Linked DNA regions of Mus musculus: region 2 is linked to region 1. A link is a contact called in public Hi-C data. All regions are on one chromosome and are shown on one strand. Each heading gives the region's core, a stretch centred on a gene start, on an enhancer-like site or on the middle of the called end of the contact. The rest is flanking DNA. Distances are from core to core; before and after follow the strand shown.

Region 1 (2,700 bases), core at 157-2,656:
TGCCTCAGCCATCCACTTTCTGGGAACCTCCTACCTGTAACCCTAGATACCTGTGTGGTGCTGTGCTACAGAAAGGGGCAGACTGACCTCCCGTGGGGTCTTTACTGAGAAGGAAGCGATCATGGCCAGAGAGACCCAAAGGTTAGCCCTCGAAATCAGTCAGGTGGTGCGCTGTTAACTCTCACAGCTGTCATTCCCTTGAGCCCTCTGGGTTTAGTTTTGCCTTTCTGCACCAGAGGCAGGGAGGAGTGGAGAAGGCCCCAGAGCTCCACCTCCGAGCTGCTCTACTACAGGTACCCCTGGCAGCCTCCTGAATAGTAGGAGTTCACTCACATGTTTTTGTGGAGGAGGATTTGAAGGAGGGATTTGAGTTTTTCCCTAGAGACGCCAGAGAGACAGTTTCATCTCTGCACAACAGGCTCGCCCAGCTCCTCATATAAGCTGTTTCTGTGGTTACCTGTCTTCTGGGATATTTGCAGTGGGTGGGCATGGCAGGTGCGATCTGCCAGAGTATGCTGGGAGTCTGAAGGAAGCACCACTGGGACCCACAAGGCCAGATGTCCCTATTATGGGAGATGTCAACCAAGCCCCCGCCTCCTCACCAGGAAACTGAAACCACACTGAATGTCAGGGAGGCAAAGACCCCAAGAAGGATTCTGGATCTCCTCGTTGTCCAGTTTATTGGTGAGGAAACCGAGGCTGAGGGAATCCAAGGGTTTTCTTGGCAAGATGGCTGGATGAGTTAGCAGAAGTAATTACAGCTGGAACGTAGGTCTTCCACCTCCAGGCCAAGCTCTTCTCTTAAACCACGCGCAGGAAAGTGGGTGACAGATGCACACGGGACTGATGTGGAGAGGGAGGAGATCCTTGCAGGCATCCCAGATGGTCCTGGGGAGCCTAGGGCAACTCAAGCCTCTTTTCCACTTCCCTGGCCATTGGGACTGTACTTCCTTCCAAGTACGGCGGGGGCGGGGGCGGGGGCGGGGTGGGTGGGTGCTGGCGTAAGGCCGGCCCTTTTGGGCACCGCCTCTCGGCCTCTCCCCACCCGCAGGCCAGAGGCCAAGGGTTAGGGAGGTGGGGCCAGTGCTCGGCCCCTCCCCTGCTCTCCTTCCCCTTCCACCCCCCCAGAGTCTCCCCGTCCCGAGTCCCAGTGGCCTTAACACCCATCGTATCCTCTGCTGCGCTGAGAATCTGCGAGTGATCAGGGAGCTATATGGACCAGAGTGGGCGCACCGAGGGTCCAGCAGCGGGTGTGGCAAAGGGCGGGGGCGTGACCAGGCTGCGGCTGAGGCGGGGCTAAGACTGGGGGCGTGGTCGAAGCAGGAGGCGGGTCCGTTGGAAACTTGAGTGCCCGCCCTTGCGATGCGCCCCGCCCCGGCCTCCGCCTCCGGGTCCCGCCTTCTCTTCCCTTCCTTCCCGGGCTGGCGGCGGCTGCGGGTGGTGGACCTGCAGAGCGGCCGTCGCCCACACCTCGCTCTCTCCTGGGCCGGCGGATCCTTTTGTCTCTCCGAGCGGCGAAGGTCGCAGAGCAGGCGCGGCGGCTGCGGGAGCGCAAACGCCCGCTCTCTCGGTCACCTCCCCAGCCTCGGCCACCGCAGAACTTGGGCTCGAGAAGCCAGCGGACCGCGTCCAGCTCCAGAGCCGGTAGGAAAGGGGAAACTGCGGGACTGCGGGGTTGCATGGAGGGAGCGTGTGTGACCCGCTCGCTGCGACCCGGCTGTGAGTGAACGGGTGTGTGTGCGCCGGTACTGATGGTGCCTGTTTCTCTGCGTAGTGGGCTTGCAGCTGACCGCGGACGGTGGCGTGGCTCTAGAATGGCGTGTCCTCGTGGGGATCGTTGCGCTCGATGGGATGTGCACTTTTCAGACTACGTTTGTGGAATTGTGTGTCAGGGCACAGTTGCCGGTGGGGATGGGGACTAGTGCTGGCGGGGTCGAGGGGGGAGCCGCTGTGCGCAGAGTGGGGGTGGCGGGGTGGGCGTGGGCGGTCTGCCCGGGCAAGCTGAGCCCCCGGTTGGTGTCGCTCCGCGCAGTGCGTAGCTCAGGAACCTGAGGGTACGACTAGAATCCGATGGGCAAAGTGCCTGCCTGGTGGCAGCGGGCGTTGACACCCCTCACGGGGTGGGGTGGGGGCGGCAGGTCCACAAGGTTCACTTGGATAATTGTGAGCTTTGATGAGGGATGGGGACCCGCTTGGCTGTGTTCAGCTCTGGGACAGTGGGAAAGACCAACCCAGCCCTGGCCTCGCCGTGACCCGCCCTGAGACCTGAGCCTGACTGAGATGGGCCACCTTTTTGAGTCGCAGTTGGCGTCTGTATCAAGTGAGGGCGGCCCCTCAGGGGCTATCTTGACAGTGTGAGAACGTACTACACGTAGTTCTTGACCCAGAGTCTTGCGCACAGTAGGTGCTCTTCATTGGATTCTCATCTCTTTAAATCTTTTTCTGCCTTTATTGAGGATGACGCTCTCATTTCCTCCTATACGGTGGTTTGTGCCTCCTTCCTTGATCTAACTTCACAGCGAAAGCTTGGAGAGATTGAGAAAGTTTAGGCGGCTGGGTGCGTTGCCTTCTCTCCGCACCTTACTGGCTGCTTGACACGGCCTTCGGGTGTGCGGGGAGCTCGCAGCGTAGGGCGCTAGCCCGGAAGGCTCCTGCGCCCCGGCAGCGTTCCGGAAGGCTGCGACTACAGACTCGCGAGCC
Region 2 (2,700 bases), core at 1-2,500, 3.4 Mb after region 1:
CCAGAAGCCATACATAATGTCTGACCCCAGCTGCCACCTCATACAGCAGATTTGTACATGGGAGCCTTAAAAAGATTGACTGGTCTACTGTCCTATGGCAGTAGGAGACCACTTTTATTTCCCATGTTGGGTTTACAATGTCCCTCACATTCCCTCCTTTTCAGACATACAAAAGGTTTTTGTAAAGTTTCTCTAGGCTGTATTGTTGGCAGCAGCAGTAACCGTGCCTCTTGCCTCGGGGAGTTAGAGGGTGTGATTTTTGACTAGTGTCTTCAGAACCTCTGGGTTTTTAAAATACAGCTGAGAATTTCTGAATGAGCTATAGACGAAAATGTCCTAATTCAAATGATTTATTGGCCCAGTTGTGTCTGTGATCAGTCAGCTGTGGGTTGGAGTACTCTCTGAGAACCTTCAGGTACAATACCTCACACACACCCCCAACCATGCTCTACCTCTGGTTCTCTTGGGTATCCCTCACTTCCGACAGCACATCAATCAGTGCATTCTATGATTTCCTCAGGGTGAAGCCTGGCCTAGCACCCTAAAACTGTTTTCAAGTAACTGGGAGTGTCCCTAAATGTACAAGCTTAGGGAACAAGATGCTTACTAGGGGTTGGAGTATTCTTCCAAGTCGAAGGTCATGGGTTTGAATTCCCCTTCGGCTTGTACCATGGTCACCTCCCTATGCAAAATACCTGCCTTTACTCTTGGCTTCTTGAGGCTGTGAGAAGGTGCACAGACACATGGTCCCTACATCTTGTCCCGCTAAAGTGCCCTGGAGGATTTCACTGTCCTGTAGGGGGCGAGCTACCCACACTGTCTCACTGGCCCTTTCCTGAGGTTCTGGTGGGGAATTCAGGGGGTTCCGAGGCCAAGGGTGGAATTGGGGAGCAAAAGGGTGGGCTCCCCTCCAGCCGGGAAGCCAGTATCCCGGGTTCCACTCCACGCCCTCTGGGTAATGTTGCTAGAGGTCATGGCGGGTGCGGGGTGGGAGCCGGCACCGCAGCCCGGGAAAGGGCGCGCCCTCGAACCCCAGCACGTCCCGAAGGCAGACACAATGCGGCGGCACACAGCCGCTGACCAGTCCCGAGCGCACATCGCCCTCCTTCCTGCGGCCTCAGCTTCTCGGCGGCGCAGTGGCGGCGAGCGCCCCGATTGGCGGCCAGGCCTGCGCCCCGCCCCGCCCATCGGGCCACCGCCCCCTCCCTAGTCGGGCCCGCCCCTCTCCGCGGGAGGCGTCCGGGCCAGCGGCTTGGTGGCGGGTTGTTCCCGCCGGCTGTGCGCGCCCGCGTCTGGGCTCGCTCGAAGAGGACGCGGCGGCGGCGGCTGCGGCTCCAGGAGCACAGCGGGCAGAGCTGCGGGCTGCACGCGCCCCTGCTGCCACCGGGCGTCCCGCGGTGGCTCCCGCGCCCTGCGGCGGCTTCCGCGCCCCGCGCTCCTCTTTGTCCGTGTCCCTGAGCGGCTGCTGCGGCGGGGTCGGAGCCCGCGCCCTGGGCGACTGAGGCGGCGGCGGCAGTCCGCGCCCCGGTGTTGCAGCGATGCCGGACCAGATCTCCGTGTCGGAATTCGTGGCCGAGACCCATGAGGACTACAAGGCGCCCACGGCCTCTAGCTTCACCACGCGCACGGCCCAGTGCCGGAACACCGTGGCGGCCATCGAGGAGGTGAGCGGTAGCATCGCTGGCGCCGGGCGGGAGGCTAGGGTCGCGGTAATCCCGCTGCGTCCTGGGGACCCGCTGGGCTTTCGCGCCTGGTGCCCGAGACCCAGTGCCCTCCGCCTGCGCCCACACCCTGGAAAAGTTTCTGGTCCCCCAGAGCCGGACGCAGCCGGGCCAGCAGTGCCCGACACAGAAGCCCTTTGTTCCCTGCTCTAGGGAGAGGCTGCTAGGCCACCTTGGGCCTTTTTTGGGAACGCTCCTGTCTGTTCCCATTTCCCTCGCAGGGTTTCAGGTCCTTTGCTCCCACCTCGGAGAGGTCAACTTCGGCTCTGAGTCTGTGGCGGCTGCGAACCGGGGACCCCTGCGAGCTCTACGGGCCCCGGAGAGATGGGTCTCCCTGCGCGGACCTCTCCAACTTGTTCCAGAAGTAGCCCGGCGGGGGCAGCTGTGGCTTCTGAGCCAACAAGCAGAGCAGATCCAGGGGACCCCAAGCTGCTTAGGCACGGGTGCCCATCCCATCTTGGGAGGCCTGGCAGTTCCCACTGCGTGCCACAGAGCAGCGCTGTCGAGGGATGTGGAGAACCAGAGCTTTGAGATCCAAAAGGCCTTTGGTGGCCGCCTCTGGGCTACCTGTGTGGTGCCTGTTGACAGTATGGTCAGCTCCTTTGCCCTTAACCTGGAAAAGGCCTGCTTTTAGTAAGGGCTTTCAAGATGCATAGTCATTGTATTGAGTGGCTAAGCAGCGAGCTCTCCAGATCCCGGGGAAGAGGGACTGCAAGAAGGAAGCAGTTTGGGTTGAAAATTGAAGCAGGCTTGGAAGAGGCTGTGTGAGTCCAGGGACCGCAGCTGTCCGCGACTTGGGAAAGCCTCACTTACATCATTTTCTTTACCTCCCCAACAGAATTTAGAGTTTCGTGTTTTCGGCTCTGTAGGCCATGTGCGTCCAGCTGGACTCACAATAGGTACGAGAACGAGACACACATGTGTAGCAGTAGTGAACCGATGACTACATTTCTTTTGCTTAGAATTTTAAGATCGAGGT

The links. Hi-C and Micro-C count contacts between places; a contact is called where the count stands out from the background.
Region 2: a contact with region 1 is called in a Hi-C map of LSK cells, with 6 times the contacts expected there. The contact joins the promoter of Asap2 here to the promoter of Hpcal1 in region 1. A contact is called at or near these places in 1 of 39 promoter capture datasets (cranial neural crest) and 1 of 484 Hi-C or Micro-C datasets (LSK cells).

What each region holds. Positions count from the first base shown.
Region 1 is chr12:17,689,403-17,692,102 of GRCm38.p6, forward strand. Hpcal1 (hippocalcin-like 1) reads left to right here and starts at 1,407. Exons shown (of 5, transcript NM_001361645.1): 1 at 1,407-1,644.
Region 2 is chr12:21,110,506-21,113,205 of GRCm38.p6, forward strand. Asap2 (ArfGAP with SH3 domain, ankyrin repeat and PH domain 2) reads left to right here and starts at 1,251. Exons shown (of 29, transcript NM_001135192.1): 1 at 1,251-1,664. The coding sequence starts at 1,539.